Linked DNA regions of Pan troglodytes: all the other regions are linked to region 3. The links are chromatin contacts, called in public Hi-C maps. All regions are on one chromosome and are shown on one strand. Each heading gives the region's core, a stretch centred on a gene start, on an enhancer-like site or on the middle of the called end of the contact. The rest is flanking DNA. Distances are from core to core; before and after follow the strand shown.

Evidence for each region. Hi-C and Micro-C count contacts between places; a contact is called where the count stands out from the background.
Region 1: a contact with region 3 is called in a Hi-C map of stem cell-derived neural progenitor cells, with 4 times the contacts expected there. The contact joins two enhancer-like sites. A contact is called at or near these places in 2 of 7 Hi-C or Micro-C datasets (blood and stem cell-derived neural progenitor cells).
Region 2: a contact with region 3 is called in a Hi-C map of stem cell-derived neural progenitor cells, with 7 times the contacts expected there. The contact joins two enhancer-like sites. A contact is called at or near these places in 4 of 7 Hi-C or Micro-C datasets (induced pluripotent stem cells, a lymphoblastoid cell line and stem cell-derived neural progenitor cells).

The regions. Positions count from the first base shown.
Region 1 is chr9:16,696,357-16,699,056 of NHGRI_mPanTro3-v2.0_pri, forward strand. No RefSeq gene overlaps it. Among named protein-coding and RNA genes, the nearest start is that of TEAD1, 130 kb to the right of the region's middle. Within about 2 kb of position 1,290, at least 3 of the 24 cell types and tissues checked have an H3K27ac peak or open chromatin away from gene starts, as enhancers often do. A contact at or near this core is called in stem cell-derived neural progenitor cells, where this site is marked.
Region 2 is chr9:16,566,937-16,569,636 of NHGRI_mPanTro3-v2.0_pri, forward strand. All of the region lies in intron 1 of PARVA (parvin alpha), which reads left to right. Among named protein-coding and RNA genes, the nearest start is that of PARVA, 35 kb to the left of the region's middle. Within about 2 kb of position 1,350, at least 10 of the 24 cell types and tissues checked have an H3K27ac peak or open chromatin away from gene starts, as enhancers often do. A contact at or near this core is called in induced pluripotent stem cells and stem cell-derived neural progenitor cells, where this site is marked.
Region 3 is chr9:17,049,606-17,052,305 of NHGRI_mPanTro3-v2.0_pri, forward strand. The region is part of intron 9 of TEAD1 (TEA domain transcription factor 1); the gene reads left to right. Among named protein-coding and RNA genes, the nearest start is that of RASSF10, 120 kb to the right of the region's middle. Within about 2 kb of position 1,441, at least 6 of the 24 cell types and tissues checked have an H3K27ac peak or open chromatin away from gene starts, as enhancers often do. A contact at or near this core is called in induced pluripotent stem cells and stem cell-derived neural progenitor cells, where this site is marked.

The DNA.
Region 1 (2,700 bases), core at 40-2,539, 350 kb before region 3:
TGCAGCAAGTTTCTTCTCTTGGATTTTCCCAATGTGAAAATCTGCAGTCAGGTTACACTGCTAGAGACACGACTCAGGGGAAGCCCAGGGGAGAGAGTGCAAGCACATTTTATTAGGACAGCCAGAACCCCTGAAAACTTTGATTTAGGGGCAAAGGGCCTATGTTCAAGCCTGGCATTTGCTAGCTGTCTGATACTGGGCAAGTCACTGTACCTCTGAGCCTCTCCGTCGGTAGTGAGGATGTAAGGGGGGCTTGTCACTTGTTGAATCCTGGTTTGATTTTGCCTGGCTCAGAAGTGTCTCCCACCCTGCCATCTTCAGGCCTCTCTCCTGAACCTATGCTCCAACTATGAGGGTAATCATCCCACACCGAGGAGGGCCACTCCACAACCCAGGGCTGGTGAAGAGGCTCAACAATAGTGTGGCTATGGACACTCTGTAAACCTGAAAGCTCCACAGCAGTAGGGGTTCTTAGTGCTACTGTTATTCCTGCAAGCCTTAGGCCAGGGTTGGCAAATAGTACCATGCTTCCTCTGCTCCTCACATATCTATGGCAGACATTACTAATCAACCCAGCACTCTCCCCAATGCCTTTTGACTAGTGATGTCTGTGGTAGAGTGGGAGGGAGGTAGGAATATTACAAGGAAAGCTGCTTGCCATTGTAGCCTTGTACAAATTTTATAGCTTAGGATGCCAATACAAGGCTCCAAATAAATTCTTAATGCCCACTCCTGGACCAATCAGTTATGATTGGGGATGGGGCAGGAGGTAAAATCTATAGAAAGATAGTAGCTACCACTCAAACTACATATTTACCAGAAGGCAGCATGTTTACCTGCTCAAGATGTTCTGTTTTTAGCCTCCAGAAAAGCCACGTCCCTAGGTTCTGAGGGTAGTACCGAGTCCATGTTAGAGATGAGCAAAGAAGCCCAGATAGGTTAAGTGGAGTGGCCAAAATAACCCTGTAGAAAGGGGTAGAACTGTCTGACTCCAGCTTCCAAACATCTTACCTTTAGGCAGGAAGGCAAGGGTTCCAAACACCCACGCATTCCCCAGGCAAGCTCACCAAGGCCCACTGACCCCAGCAGCCAGAGGACAGCCCTGAAAAGTGAGGCCCGGGAGTCCTTGGCTATGTTCTAAGAACTGAGAGAAGCATTCACAATGAAATCCAGAAGGCTCTTTGGAGAAGTCTGCAGTTTGGGAACAATCCTGCTAAGTCATAGATGCTTTGAATTCCTTAGCTTTTGCCTTCAGAATTCCTGGCAGCTGCAGGCAGCGGATGAGTATTCGTGGACAGACACTGATTTCTCCCCTGCTGGCGAAGGCCAGGGCAGGCCAGGTCCAAGACTGAGAAGCCAGCAGACTGAATCTCCACTCTAGAGAAGTCTAGAAGCAGGAAGGGCTTGTGCAGTGGATGCTGTGGTGCCCCCTGCCCAGGTGGCCCTGAGGACCAAGGCACTCATTCTTCCCTCTCTCCCTACCCTCCACACCCCCAGCTGCCTCCCACTGCATGATAGGCCCTGCTGAAGAAAGATGTGAGCCTGTCTCCAAGATGACACGCCCTTGCATGGGCACCCAAGGACTGGTCGGTGCACACAGTCAGTGCATATACTTTCTTCCTTCCATCTGGACATCTCTGAAGGGAAGAGGCTCTTTCAAGATCCTCCCTCCAGCCCCAGAGCTCCAGGTGGGAGCAGTTGAGGCCACCCTCACAGCATATCACAGCCTAGCTCCTCTCCCTGAGCTCCCGCTCCCTCACTGGTGGTGTTCTTGGGCTCACTCCCCAGTAAGCCACCTGCTCATAAATCTCCATCTCAGAACCTGCCTCCCGGAGACCAGAACGGGGGCTGCTTGAAAAGAAAAGAGAAAGAAGAATCCTGGAGGTGGGACACTCAGCGTTCTTAGAAATAATCGCATCTAGCCCCACCACTGCAGAGGGGAGAGAGTTTGCCCAAGGTCACAGAGCCCGTTGATGGCAAAGCTGGCTCCAGGGACCTCTGACCCCCATTCCCTCCATTCTTGGGGCTGATATTAAAACTGCTGACATGTTTGAATGTTATTTGTATGTAAGCATTTTCCCTAATCATCACAGCACCCTCTGAGGTAGGTGTGATTAACTTCCTGTTTTTACAGATGATAAAACAGGCTCCAAGAAGTTGTGAGTGAGTTGCTCAAGGTTGCACTGCTTGCACGTGGCGGAGGTGGGATCCAACCCAGGTCTGTGTGATTCCCACGCCCACATTCTTTGCACGATGGCACATTTCCTCTGGCTCTTTTGGGAAAGAGGGGGTCTTTGGATTGTTATGAGGCTTCCCAGACCTGCGTGGGTCCTATGCCCTGCTACTCTGAGCATAGAACCAGAGGTAGCAGGGCACAGGGCATAGTTCCCTCCCCTAAGAGAACCTCAGGGAGGCCCTCTGTGGAGGAGGCACACACTACCAGCCTCAGCGAGCCCCGGCCCAGGTGTGGCCCCTGTGTGGAGCGTCTCCTTTGGCAGATCAAGTTCCCACTCATTCCTCAGGGCAGCCCTGTTACTCTACATTCCAGCCCAGGGATGCCGCAGCTTTAGGGCCAGGATTTAAACCAAATATCCTGCCTCTCCCCAGGGATGTCCCCAAAGGTGGTAGAAATGTGTCACATTCACACTCTGTACACAAGACTCAGCATTGTTGTTGTGATCCAAGATGTGGCTCACTGAG
Region 2 (2,700 bases), core at 100-2,599, 480 kb before region 3:
CTTTTAGGGAAGTTCATTCTCTCTGGTTGCTTCTCCTCCTCCTTTTGGAGACATCACTAGAAAATCTCAGCAGCAGGAGCCCAGTGCCTACGCCAGCCCATCTTTCACACTGTAGCTGCCAGAATGTTCATTCCCAAACCAAACTCTGACCTAGTTCCTCCTCCAGTGGAAAACTACTGAGGATCCCTTCTTCTCCCCACCCCATCTATAGCTATGGCTTTCAGTGTTAAAAAGAAAGAAAGAAATGAAAGTTGTGTGGACCCTTCTTTTTCAATAAAGTATCACATGGAATGTTCGTCATTAAGCATCTGGACTCTGGCATCAGACAGACCTGGGTCCAAATGCAGGCTCTGCCACTTACCTGTATAACCTCAGGCAAGCTGTCTAACCTCGCCATACCTCACTTTTCTCGGCTGTAAAATGGGGGTGTGATACTGACGATCCCTAGTTCATGAGGCTGTTGTGGAGATCAAGTATGGTACTTAGCAGAGTACCTGGCCTGGTATAGCTACCAAATAAATGTTAGCTAATGTTACTAGAGCACAAGTTAATTTTCTAAGTTCTAACTTATAACAGTTATAAAGCCCATCAGTGACAATAATTTGGCTGTTTGGATGAACAAAGGATTTTTAAAAACAGATTTCACTTTTTATTAGGTTGCTGCAAAGGTAATTGCGATCTTTGCCATTTTAATGGTAAAAACCACAATTACCTTTGCACCAACCTAATAGAACAGTTTTAGATTTACAAGAAATTGTGGGATAGTGCAGAGAGTTCCCATATGCCCTGTACCCAGTTCCCCTATTGTCAACATTGTACGTTGGTATGGTACATTTATTATAATTAATGAACCAATATTAATACATAATCATCAACTAAAGTTCATACTTTATTCAAAACTCCTTAGTTTTTCCCTAATAGATTTCTTTTTCTGTTCCAAGGTTCCACCAGGGAAGGTACCATAGTACATTAGGTTGTCACGCCTCCCTAGGTTCCTCTTGGCTATAATAGCTTTTTTACTTTCCTTGTTTTTGATGGCCTCGACACTTTTTAGGAGTACTGGTCAGGTGTTTTGTAGGATGCCCCTCTACTAGAATTTATCTGATATTCTTCTCATGGTTAGACGGAATTGAACATAGAAATGTAAAGTTAGCGGCTTATGGATGACCACTCCAGTTTTCCCTTGGTCTCAGCATCCATGAAATTAGAATCAGATGTTTATGGGGAGTCTAAAAACATGGTTTGAAAAATCAGTGGAGAAGATCAAGTCTACACTCCCTGGTGTGACCTACGAGGTCCTTCTCACTCCAAGCCCTGCCCACATCACCAGCCTGCTTTATCACTCCTTCCTGCTGCAGGCACCCCCAGCGTCTCAGCATTCCCCTAATAGGTCCGGGCATTGAGGCATATCGACTCATCCCCCAGGAATGCCTTCCCTCCTTTCTCTGCCTGCCTAGTTTCTTTCTAATCTCTGTGCAAAGACTCTAAGATCCAGTTTAACTTATCCTTCCTCCCTGATGCAGTTCCCACTTTCCTCACAGAGACTAACACTGTCCCTAGGGTTCCCTGGGCACATCTCTCTATTGTCCTTCTCAGCTCTCATGTCCGCCTCTTCCTGTACACTGGAAGCTTCTTAAGAGCAGGAGCTGAGTCATAATCCTCTATTCCTCATGTCCAGCGTGAGCCTGGCACACAGTAGGTGCTTAAGAGATGCTTAATGAGTGACTCTTGATGTTAGAGAAAGCTGCCATTTCTATACCATCTTTAACACAGAGCATGTTGCCTTCATCCTAAGAAAATGGGCTGCCCCAGTGGATGATGGATACCAGAGATTAACCCTTGGGTGGATCTTTTAAGGCCGTTTTCTCCCTGCCCCAGAGGGTGTGGGAATGAGGTGTGAGTATGGAAAGGGCCACCAGGGGGCTCCGGGATGCAGTTCACCAGCCCAGGCCTAGAGGAAGGCTCAGTGGTGGCTTCAGCAGCAAGCCTGGGTCTGGCAGAATCCTCAAAGAAAGTGTGTCAAAAGAGAGGTCTGTTTTGCTACCGATGTGCCAGGCTCTGTAGCAAAGACAGGATGTACCAGCCTGTTCTTCAAACATGTGTGGGCCCCTCACTGTCCTTTGCCCCAGAGGTCCCAGCCTACAGAGAAAGGGACAAAAGATCCTGAGAGCCAAGAAATAATATTTGCAGGAAAAATGGTCTTGTTATATGTGCAAGCAGACCTTTACTTCATTCAGACTTCCTAATTTCCCTTTCCACGCCAGTGTTAATAGTTCTCCTTGGATCGCAAACTCTTAATAGATATTCCTAAGGCCAAAAGTATCACTGAGAAGTTGGAGTCAAAATCTCAGGGCTTTTTTTTGAATTCTATAAGAAGAGGGGAAAACAGCTGAGTTAATTTGAAATAATGAAGCTGGAATTAGAAATTGCTCTGGTCAGTAACATCCACTGTTTTGTTTTTTTGTTGTTTGTGTTATTAACAGTAATAATAACAATAGCTCTTGTGCATGGGGTGCCAACTCTGTGCCAGGCATTGGGATGCAGGTGTCTGCCTGTGCCAGGCATTTGTCTTTGGGCATACAAGGGGAATTAGGCCAGGATAATCTCTGCCCATTCTGCCACAAAGATATTATCTCCATTTCATAGATGAGGAAATTGAGGCCCGGGAACATTGCATGATTTGTTAAGGCTAGAAATCAG
Region 3 (2,700 bases), core at 191-2,690:
TGCCTGTAATCCCAGCTACTCGGGAGGCTGAGGCAGGAGATTTGCTTGAACCTGGGAAGCAGAGGTTGCAGTGAGCTGAGATCGCGCCATTGCACTCCAGCCTGGGCAACAGAGGAGACTCTGTCTCAAAAAAATAAATAAACAAAAATAAAAAAGAAGCAGCAGCAGTAAGGTTTTAATTCCCGATTGCCAGGAGGGTTCTTGCCTTTATCCTGGGCAGGACAGAGAAGGGCACCGGTGTCTCTGGAGAAGCTTCCTAGTTTTATAGTGGCTGCTGAGGCAGTTGCTCCATCTTGGGGTGGAGAATGGCTGTTTGAACAAATCTGGTTCCTGGTCCTTCAGAAAAGAGGCTCCTTCTCTCCTGTAATTCAGGGCTTGGAAGTGATCTTATGCCAGTAAGCCAGGTCACCAGCATCTGTGCAGCTCTGTGTGGCCTGGGCGGAATTTTCACATTGACTGTTTCATTTGACCTTGTAGACAGGCTAGGGTTCATCACTGCTCAGATGAGGAAGCCAAGGCCCAGAAAGGTTAAGCAACTTGCCTCAAGCCACTCAGCTCAAAAATAGCAGAGCCTAGATATTCTAACCCAGGTGTCATTAATGTTCCCATCTCATGCTTCGGAATAAGTGGTTGGAAAGTACATTTGGCCTTCCAGGTTTGGGGAGGAAGGCTGCAGCTGATCTAACGGTTGGCTATGCTTAGTCCTTGAATGTCTCTCAGGTTTTTCTCATGTTTTTCCAAGCCTAGTCTTCCAGTAGGACGTAGGAGATGGAGTGTCTCCCGGGGAAGGAGATGATGGCTCAGTGTGGAGCACCCCCATGCCCCTTACAATCCTGAGCCCTTGCCGAGCCACCTGCGAGCCCCTCCAGGCCCAGGGCACACTCTCTTGTGGCAGCAGACATTGTACTGTGTTTCTAAGATGCTCTGGCCACTTCCCCTGTTTCTTCATTACCCTTTGGGAAGGAGGCCACTGAAAGCGTCTGGAAATCCGGGTTCTATAGACATTTCACAGAGGCCCCAGTCAGGCCCCCTCTGCTTTCTTTGGCAGGTCCGCACCCCACGCACCTTCCTGGTTGCTCACTCAGTCGGTGGGCCTTTCAGCTGCACTTCTGTGGGGAAGACACACTCCTGTCTGAGGAAGCAGCAGCCCCTCTGTGGAGATGGTGCTGGGAGTGGGAGGTGGGAAGGATGCATCTCGGTGTGAGATCCTGGAAGGAGGCATTCACTTGCTCCTTGTTTCCAATGATGTTTCTCTCTGGGAAGAACAAGGGGCATGGGATGAAGTGGCATATCAGGGCCAAGTGGCCAGAACAGGGCTGGTGCCCTGAACAGTGAGCTGAGGAGAGAACCCACTTCAGATTCACTTTCTCCTGGGCAGGAACCGTGAGCACAGGCAAGCTCCTGGGCTGAATGTGCGGGAACCTGTCTTGGCTTGGCTCCGCAGCCATTCCCTGTCCCCCCAGGGGCCACCGCAGGCTGCCCAGCCTGCCCTGGGGGGTAGGTGGACAGACATTCCAGGCAGGACCGTGACAAGAAGTAAATGTAGGCGATTTGTCCTTGTTCTGTTCCAGCTTGTACATTAGCATCCCTTGACATGAGTTATTTGTCTTGATTTCTTTAAATTCCTAAGTGGATTATAATTTTTTTCTTGGTATTATTTGACAGCAGTCATTTTTCAAGGTTTCACTACGTTCTTCAAATACTTAGAATTTTTGGAACAAATTTAGGAAAAGACTGCCATCTTCAGGTTGGACGGTGCAGTGCAGGACCCGGTGTGTCTGAGGGCACCTCGCAGATGCTGAGGACTAGCAGATTTGTAGGGCTTTTTCTTCCTTTTCCACAAAGATTGAACTGCCTTCATCAGTTCAATACATCTAGATTCAATACATCTAGAATGTATTGGCAGTCCTTTTAAAAAAAAGAGAAAAAAGCCCCAGTGACCACTGTTGGAAGTTGTACTGTTGTGGTTTGTTTCATCTACAGTGATGGACAGCCTCCTAGGCTGTCCCCACTCCACTTTTGGGAACAGACTTTGCATGCCTTAGAGGAAGGTAGGAAGCAGGTATCTGGAGAGGGTACTGTGTGCCTGAGGGAAATGCGGACGCCAGACCCCACAAGGCTTCCCCACACTGCCACTACCCTAGCACCGATGGTAACATCAGAACAGAATCGCCTTAATGAGTATGAAACTTTCCCTGTCTTCATTTATGCTTTAAGTTTTAGTATGTCCAGGTTTTTGTTATCAGAGGGACAGTATTGATTTCACATTATTTTCGTCCAAAGTAAAGAAACATCATGATTCTTCCGGAAAGTAATAACAGCAGCAAATTACGTGCTATGTACAGTGTTATGTGTTTTCCTTGCATTATCTCATTTAATATTCTTGACACTCCAGTACAGTAGGTACTATTATTATTCCTGCATTATAGTTCTACTAAGTATACATATTTCCACTATGGCTGTGGAAACTGCAGCAGAGAGAGAGGGCTATAATCACTTGCCCTGGATGACTCAGTTAGGAAGTGGTGCTACTGCTCGGATTCAAACCCAGATCCCATCTGACACCACAGTCCAGGTGTTCATCACTCCTCACTGCAGGCTCCCTAAGCAGCAAAGAGCAGCAGGGACCAGGAAACAAAGTGACCTCATAGAGCAGCTTTGAAGGAAGACGAAAGTCCTTTATTAACTCCCCCCGGGTAT